Linked DNA regions of Sus scrofa: region 1 is linked to region 2. A link is a contact called in public HiChIP or PLAC-seq data. All regions are on one chromosome and are shown on one strand. The core of a region is the stretch at or near the end of the contact, and the rest is flanking DNA. Distances in the headings are between cores, read along the strand shown.

Region 1 (4,379 bases), core at 1,001-3,500, 280 kb before region 2:
CATTGCTCTACTGTCATTTGCCTATTAGAGATTTCTTTGGTTTTCTTGTTTTTTTAGCAGTCTGAAACCATTCTGATTTCTCATTCTTATGTTGTTTTCTTTCTTTCTGTAAGCTCTTAGCAAATCCTTCTTTTTTTAGCTCAATGAATTTTATTACATTTATAGTTGCACAATGATCATCACAACCCAAGCAAATCCTTCTTTATTCTGAAATTTCACAGTGATGAGCTTTGCTTATCCATGTGTGAGCATGTTGTGGTTTAATTTTTAGTCCTTTATGTGTGGGGATTTCAACTGTTGTGTTGTTGATTTCCATCTAGTTTCTCTGCTTTCTGTTTTTCCTAGAACTCCTATTTGGATGTTTGACTTCATGGACTGGTCTTCTAATTTTTTCTTCCTATTTTCCATCTTTTTGTCTTTTCTTCTTTCTAGTTATCTTTATATTTACCTCTGAGCCCCTCTATTGGATACTTTATGATATTACCTTTTAATTTCTACGAGCTTTTTTTTTTTCCTCTGAATGTTTCTCTTGTTATTATTAAAAAAAAAAACATGTCGTACTTCAGACATAAATATCATCTTTTAGTTTTTTTGAGAAATGAATAATTTTTTGAAGATTTTCTTCTCCCTGTATAGTTGGTGTTCTCTAGGTTGTTTTTAATTCTCTTTGCTCATTTTGAGCCCTGATTTTCCATATTAGAGGCTTTCCTCAGATAGCTGCTGATGCCTTGGTTGTCTCTCTCAAAGAATAAGGTCTGGTCCACACTGGTTTAGAAGCAGTGAAGTCCTCGGTATGGGATTTAGGGTGTACATCCTGAAATCCAGGGACTTCTTCCATGATTTTTATACCAGTCCTATTTTGGGGCCTTATTTTCACCCCCTCTTATCCCCTCTCGAGAGTCCTGATTTGATAGTTTCTTAGTCTTGGTGGGTGGGGCCAGCCTGCCTGTAAGTCAGACCGGCTGTTTTGTTTTCTCACCACTAGCTCAGATTTAGCTTTTGTGGGTCTGTGGAGTCAGTTACCACTCATCCTTCTGCTTTCCAGCCTGCAAAGTTTTGTTGCTATATTCTCCTCTCCCGTTATCTTTGTCCTTTTGGGCTCTTGGCAACTCCCCCCCAACCCCCCACCCACGGCCAAAACAAATCCAAAACCATCTCCCCAAGCCCTTTGTTTTTGTGTAGAGGTAGGGTAACAAAGTACATATTTGAACTTGCTTTATGTTCATAATGTTCTCTTGTAAGCCTGCATCATAATTTTCTTAACTAAACCCCGATAGGTCATTAATCATGTCGTTTGATCATTTGTCCATCATTTAGAAGATGGAATAATCTCCCTGTAAATGGCACTCTTTTCCTTAGGAATATTCTGGAGCACATTTGCTCCTCAGGAATGTTAAGTTCATTTTCTAACATGTCGTAGAGCAGCCCTTGACCAGCTTTTTCTTAAAGGGCAATGTAGTAAATATTTGGGGCTTTCTGGGCCCTGTAGACTCTTTGTGACTACTCAGTTCTGCTACTGGAGCAAGAAAACAGCTCTGGCGTGGCTGCGTTCCAGTAAAACTTTATTTATAAGAGTAGGCGGTGGGCCCTTGGCCACAGTTTTCAAACCCTGTTACAGAACACCGGATGTCAGCATTAAGGAAAAAATGTAAAAGGAAAAATGGCCTGTTTTTCTTTTCACAAGCTAGAACCCAGCTGCAGTTTGGTAGTCAGGTTGCCTGATTTAAAACTTTTGTTAATGCCAAACTACTTTTTCATGGAAACCTAAAAAGGTTAGTGCCCTGGGCCTTCCTGGACATGGTCTGACAGTTCACTTTTCTCTGAAGGATTCTGCTCTGAGGCTGGTGTGACTGTAAGGCCTGAACAAATAGTGGCTCTCTCTTTTCAGCGGTCACTCTGTCTCCTAGGAATTAATTGTACATTAATTAATTAGTCATAGCCCGAAAAGCCTGCAAATGATGACCTATGAACTCTTTAAGCAGAGGCCTCCTGGACCCCCTAGGTGACTTCTGGGACCGATGGCATGCTGTAGATTGGGGTGTTGGCCAAGAGTCTCACTTCCGAGAAATTTGAAACTCAGCAAAGTGTTCTCTTGATATGTGGGGCACCGAAAGACTGATTGCCTTTCTCTGCTTCAGCAGCTTCCCTTCCTAGGGAGGGAAATGCCAGGGAGGGCTCTCCTTGTCTCTCCGGGTTAGCAGAGAGCATGTTCACTTCACAGCGATTAGCTGAGCCTGCTTGAGACTTTTGTGCCTGTCGCGGCTTGCCAGTTTCCTGCCTGCGTTTCCTGTGGCGTTTTAGCTGATCTGTGCTGTTTGTAGCCATATGGTCCCCGGAGCACGTGGCTTGGCTCCCCGTCCCTGCTGCTGGATGCTTGGGCCTTGCAGACTTCAGAGACCCAGTGACACTTGGGGGTGGGGAGTAGGGGTGGAGTCTTCTCACTGCCCTGCCTGGTTGGAGGCCTCTCCCTCCGTTCTCTGTATGGATTGATTGCTTAAACCCTCAGAGCCCCGTTGCAAGAAGAATGACAAATGGTTCCTGTTCTCAAGGAGCTTACCCTCTAGGGCTTGTCTGGGAGATTACCCTAAGTAGTTATCTCTGTGGTATTTGTTGTTCAGGTTCTGTTTTGGAGCTCAGGTTATAAACTACCCGTGGATACAGCGGATCCTAGTACTTAACTTGGTTTGGTTTGGCCCTGATTATTTTTCGCCATGCAAAAATGTCAGAGCTTTGAATGGAGTTCATTGTCATGTCTCTCCAAGATGGATTTTAAGCAAGGATACTGCTTAATATTTTTGGCTAGACTTTTAGATTCCCATTTGGTAATATGGAGAGAACAAAAACCACCAGCTACTTCCTTGACCTTTTGTCCTTCGGCTTTCGGATGAAAAGGAAGTTCTGGGGTGGTCTGTCTGGGGAGGTGACCCCTCCTACACCAAACAGAGGTCAGGACTTGGTTTTGTAGCTTAAGTTAGCAAGCTCAATTGCTGATAAGAAAATGGTTGAATTAGAACAGCTTTGTAAAAAACATTTACCTAGCTTTTGAAATGGACTTGATTTTTTGAAACAGTAGGTTTACAGAAAAATGGGTAGACCAGCATCCCCACATTATTCCCCCCCCCCCAGCTTCCCGTTATTATCTGACATGATTGTGGCACATTGATTATAAGAAGTATACCAGTATTGATATGTTATTGTCAACTAAAGTCTATACTTTAGTCAGATTTCCTTAGTTTTTGTCTAATGGCCCTTTTCTGTTCAGAATTCTCATCCTCAATAGCATGCTAAATTTAGTTGTCATATCTTGTTAGGCGCCTCTTGGATTTGGTGGTTTCTCAGGCTTTCTTTGTTTTTGATGACCTTGACAGTGGTGAGGGACCGGGTCGGCTATTCTGTGGGCTGCCCCTCTTTGAGAATTTGATGCTTGGTTTCCTCTTAAGTACCTATTACAGTGTCCAGGTTGCTTTGCTGGTACTTAGGTGCCCAGAGGTATTCGCAGCAGGAAATTGCGCTTCATATTGTGGGAGGACACAGGGTGGCAGCTGCCCTTTTCTAGAGGGTTGGGGAAGGGATCTATGCAGTGAGCTCAGGCCGACACGTAACAGGGTGGGGTACTGCTTGTCTCCCCCCCCCCCGCCCCGCTTTGGTGTCCCTTCTCTAGTGTTCCCAGGATTAGCTCGGGAGAATAGACCTGGCCTATAGCCTTGGGGAGCAGGAGAGGTCCTGAGAAGTCCTGGGTCCAGAGAGTAGGAAGGCTGTTTGCTGTCCCATGTCCAGTGGCCCCAGCAAGGACGCTTGCAGGTGGTCCCTAGAGGCCCGTCTGGGCTGGTGTCCTTTTTGCTCTCTCTGGTACTGAGAGCTTGGGCAGCTTTGCAAGAACTGGTAATTGTACCTGGGGCTCTAGGTCAGGAGGCCATTGCAGGCTCTTTTTGCTGGTTTCATACCTACCGTGGGGTTTTAAGAAGCTGAGTGGCAGCAGCTTCGCGTCCAGTGGCTGCACCGCTCAAGGCTCTGCAGAGGGGGAGTGTGGCAGGAGGCCAGAGCGAGGGATGGATGTCCCTTGCCCCTGACAGCACTCTGCCATTCTCCTGACTTGTGGCAGCCCTGAGCCTGCACTTGTCATCATTAAGCCACTCATTTTTCCTTTTACAATTGGGCTCCAGGAAATGGGGAGGGAATTGGATTTAGGGCGAATCCAGCGAGTGACTTTTTTTCTGTGTAGATTTCTGCTCCTGGAGTGGGCAGTAGGCTAGGGTGTGTGTGTGTGTGTGTGTGTGTGTGTGTGTGTGTGTGTGTGTTTTGACAGTAGCTTGTAGAGAGGGTGAGTGATGATGTGAGCATGCTCCGATTGGCCCTGATGAAAAGCACCATCAGAAATA
Region 2 (4,397 bases), core at 991-3,490:
GACGGAGATCCGCGGGTGGCGGGAGGCGTGGCTGAGCACTGTCCCATTGGGCAGCAGCCACTTCACGGAGGACATGGGGGGAGTCCGACACTTAAGTTCCGCCATCCGCCCCTCGGAGATGTTGAGGTCCCGGGGAGCATCCATGATGAAGGGGGCGGAGCACTGGAAGGAGGCCTGGTCCACCTCTACCAGGTAGCGGCCTCGCATGTGCAAGGGAGCGTGACAGCGGCCACAGCAGGTGGAATTGGTGGGTATGTACTCCCGGAGCCACCAGGCTAGCCACAGGATGTCACAATCACAGTTCCAAGGATTGTGGTGCAGGTGCAACTCCACCAGGTACCTCAGGGGGGTGAAGAGGTCATGGGGCAGAGAAGAGAGGTTATTGTGGGCCAGGTTGAGTTCCACCAGCGAGGCCAGCCCATCAAAAGCGTTCCGCTCAATCAAGCTGACCTGTGAGTTCATGACCCAGAGCTTCTTGAGGGAGCTTAGGCCATGGAAGGAGCCAGGCCTGATCTCAGGGAAGTGGTTCCCTGACATCTCCAGCTCCTCCAGCCCCACCAGGGGGGTGAGATTGGGCATGTCTTTAATGTTGCACATGCCCAGGTTCAGGTACTTGAGGTTGAACAGTCCCTCAAAAGCCCCCTCAGAGATGTACTCCAGCTTCTTGAGCTCCCCCAAGTCCAGGCGCATGAGGGAGGGCACGCGGTTGAAGGCGTAAGAGGGGATGCTTTCTATGGGGTTGTTGCGAAGCCAGAGCTCCCGCAGCTTGGACAGGTATTCGAAGGCCCCGCTGGGGATGACTGTCAGCCAGTTGTCAAACAGCTCCAGGGTGTTGAGGCTGGCCAGGCCGTTGAAGGCCCCCACCTCGATCTGCCGGATGGAGTTCCTGCCCAGCTGCAGGACCTCCAGGTGGTGGAGGTGGCGGAAGGTGTCGGCCTGGATCATCTGGATGTTGTTTTCCATGAGGTTGAGGTACCGGGTGTTGGAAGGAATACCCTGCGGGACCTCGGAGAGGCCCCGGCGGGTGCACACCACCTTGCTGAACTGGTTACTGCACGAGCAGACCGACGGGCAGTTCTGGGGCCCGGCGGAGGCGGCAGCAGCGATGGCTGCGCACAGGATCCACACTTGCGCCGCGAGGTAGACGACGGGGAGCAGGACGGCATTCCAGGTGTGGTGCACAGTTACCTGCCACAAGAGCTTCATGGTGTGGCACGTTCATAATTCACCATCGCCTGGGATTTTGGCTCGGAAAGGAGAACCAGCCCTACCCCGGCTTAAGTGAGCTAGGAGCTCCTCTTTCCATCTGGAGAAGGAGGTGGGGAGGGGGCGATTAGAGACGGAGCAGATCGGCCGGGAACAATCCTGCCAAACTAAGAGTGGCCCCTCGTCTACCAGCCCCCCCACCTCAAGACCAGCCCTCGGAAAGCTGAGACTTTCTTTCCCCCCCCCCGCCCCCCGTTGCGACCATCCCCACCCAATCACTCGCTGTCACCTACCTCGGAAGGAAGGAAGGGAAGAATTGGCGTGGTGTCCTTAAGCGTTCTCCGCCAGAGCCGGCCACAGCGTTCCCATTCTCACTTCTTAGTTTTAATTAACAAAAGGGGGAAGCAGAGGGGGCGGGGAGGGCAGAGGGGAGGGGAGGGGACGGGTGGGGGAGACAAAATGGCTTCTAGTAAATCCGGAGCCGGCGAGCGGAGCGGCGGAGTTGAGGCGCGCCGGGAGAGCCAAGGCCCGGCGGGCTATGCAGGTGCATGCCCCCCCCTCAGCCCCAGCGCTTCCCGGCTTTGTCCTTGGACCCTGGCCCCGGCTCGCACCAGCCGAGGGGGAAGCCGCTTCATCGCCAGAGTGTGCCTCCAGCGCCCCCCGCCCGCTCCGGGGCTGCCACCCCGGCGGGGAATGAGGGGGCGCCCCGCAGCCTCCCAGGCCGCGTTCGCTGCCGGTGCTGCCGCCGCGCTGCCCCCTCTGCTTGTGTCGGCCGCTCCCGGCCCGAGGCAGCTGATGCAGTCGTTGGCTCGCGGTGCTGCGAGAGTTAAGAGGAGGTGTTCGCCGCTCCTTCGCCCTCCCCAGACACACACCCCCTTCTCGCCTCGCCTCGCCTCGCCTCTCAAGGGTTAAAAAGACCGAAGCCGGGCTTCGTTGGCCAGTCCGCCGGCTGCTGGTGCGCGGAGTAGTAATCCGTCCAGCCCCCCGAGGGGCAGCGGCGTGGAGGCAGCGCCGGGACCTGGTCGGCCGGCCGGAGGAGCGCGCGGCGCCCGGGTCGCCCCGCACCGCAGGCCCCTTCGGGGAGTCCGGGGGCGGGCACGGCCCCCGGCGGCGCGGAATTGCCCTCCGCAGCCGGGCCCCCGGCGCGCCGCGGGCTCTGGCTTTGTGCGGAGGGAGCGAGTTCGGGGCTCCGGCCCCCGGCGCCTTCAGCGGCTGCGCTGCCCGCGGACTGCTGCAGCGTCCCCAGCGCTGGCGGCGGCGTGAGCAGCGGGGGTCGCGGCTGCGGGAAACGCTTCGGAGCCCGGGAACATGGTCCCCGCTCGCTAGTGGCGGCGGCGGCGGCAGCAGCAGCGGGGCCCCTGCGCGCGGCGCCCACCGTCTCCTCCTCGCGCCGGGCTCGCGGTGTTGCAGGCAGCAGCCACGCAGACTGCTCTCTCATCCTTTTGTCCTTCAGTCAGAACGTGAATGTACTGCTGACGCATACTGTTCTGGGGAGAAGATTAGCGTGATGCAGTGCTCTTATGTATTAACACCGCTCCCCCTCCGCTGCCTGCCCTCGAGGGGTTAACGCCGGCGCTTTCCAGCGCCGCGCAGCCCCGAGCTCCGCGCCTCCGTCCCACTTCCTCCCTCCTTCCTTCCTTCCTTCCTCCCTTCCTTCCTCCCTCCTTCCTCTCTCCCCCACCCCCACCCCCTCCCCGGCCGCTTCCTCCCCGCCCCCTCTAGACGCGGGGAGCTGGCCGGCCGAGAGAGCCGGAGCGAGCGTCAAGTGAGGGGCCGCGCGCAAGTCGCAGGCGTTCGCAGCTATTTTGGTCCGATCGGAGGGAGCCGCCGGGTGGCCGCTGATAGGCTGGAGCTGCACAGGGCTGCTGCGGAGGGACCGCGCCGGCCCCGGCCCCCGCCCCCGCCCCGCACCCGGCGCCGGGCACCCTCAGTCTCTGGGCGCGGTGGGCTCACGGGCCGGGGAGCCGGAGGCGCGGCGTCCCGCGGCGGGGCTGCTGCAGTTGGCGGGCTTCCCGCCCGGACCGCGTCATCCTCACCCCCGCCGACTGCTGACGGGGCGCCCCGGCAGCGAGGCCCGGGCTGCACGCTCGGAGTTCAGAGCTGCGCGGAGGGACGCGGGGGCGGCCGGGGCGCTACTGCACAGATGCCTGTTCGTCCTGCCCCCTCCCTCACAGATTTCCTCACCTCTCCTCCGCTTTAACTAGGGCTTAAAATGATAGTTTTCTTAATGAGGGTTGCGGGGGAGGCAAACAGTGGAAGGAAAGACCAAGTGCGGGGAGCTGGGGGAATGACAACCTGGGACATCACAACAACCAGCAGGAAGGATCGAGGTGAACTCCCAGCAGCCACGGCACAACCGGTTCATTCATGCAGCTGGAGCTGCGGCGTCTCACTCTTCCCAGCCCGGCTCCCAGAGATTGGAGGGGGGACGGGTCCTAAACCTGCTGCTCCCCCCCCCCCCGCGCCGCCCCGAGCTTCACTGGCTCTTCTTAGTTGCCGGGACTCCCTGGGAGGAACTGCGTAGCAACCTGCCCCTTCGTCTGGTGAGAGGAGACCCGGCGGCATGTGACAGACCAGGGTAAAAGAGAGAAAAGGACTGGGTCTCCTTTTTCCCTCCCGGGAAAGTGACTGCCCCTTTCTCTGCCTAGTGGGGGTGGGGCCATCGGCGGCTAAGCCCTGGGAAGCCCGCTGGTAGGAAAATGGCTTTGGTTCAGTATTGCTTCTTTTCAAGGGCTACCTCCAGACTCCTTGTGCCCCGCCCCGCTCTGCCTTGGCAGGCTTGCCCGCCCATCACCTGGACGTGGGCTCGCGCTTATTAACAAGAGAAAGTCTCAGCTCTCTGGATTCTGCCACACCCTTATCTCAGTACCGTCTGCTGCCTAGTAACCCGAAAGCTCCTTAAATATGCCAGAGAATGTTTGAAGTCTCTGTTTCTGAATAGCATGGAAACAGTTCTGTTGTAGGCAAGTTGGATTCCCCATCGTTTACCAACTTTTTAAAAACATCTTTTTATTACAGTTGATTTACATTGTTCTGTCCATTTCAGCTGTACATACCAACTTTTTTATTATGCATTTGCAGTCAGATAAGAACATGAATAGCTGATATGTTAACCTGTGATCACATAGGAAGTGGTGGAGCCAGGCCTTGAACCCTGGCAAGAGCTCAGATGTCTTGGGCATGGAAGTGAT

The links. HiChIP or PLAC-seq counts read pairs in DNA pulled down with a chosen protein or histone mark.
Region 1: a contact with region 2 is called in an H3K27ac HiChIP or PLAC-seq map of skeletal muscle. The contact joins the enhancer-like site here to the promoter of LRRC4 in region 2. A contact is called at or near these places in 7 of 47 Hi-C or Micro-C datasets (alveolar macrophages, brain, embryonic fibroblasts and 2 more) and 1 of 2 datasets of contacts at active chromatin or transcription factors (skeletal muscle).

Annotation. Positions count from the first base shown.
Region 1 is chr18:20,597,657-20,602,035 of Sscrofa11.1, reverse strand. All of the region lies in intron 9 of SND1 (staphylococcal nuclease domain-containing protein 1), which reads left to right. Among named protein-coding and RNA genes, the nearest start is that of SND1, 54 kb to the left of the region's middle. Within about 2 kb of position 2,250, at least 38 of the 83 cell types and tissues checked have an H3K27ac peak or open chromatin away from gene starts, as enhancers often do. A contact at or near this core is called in brain and skeletal muscle, where this site is marked.
Region 2 is chr18:20,317,160-20,321,556 of Sscrofa11.1, reverse strand. It overlaps LRRC4 (leucine-rich repeat-containing protein 4), which reads right to left and starts at 2,240. Exons shown (of 2, transcript XM_021078634.1): 1 at 1,500-2,240; 2 at 1-1,306. The coding sequence starts at 1,206. All of the region lies in intron 16 of SND1 (staphylococcal nuclease domain-containing protein 1), which reads left to right.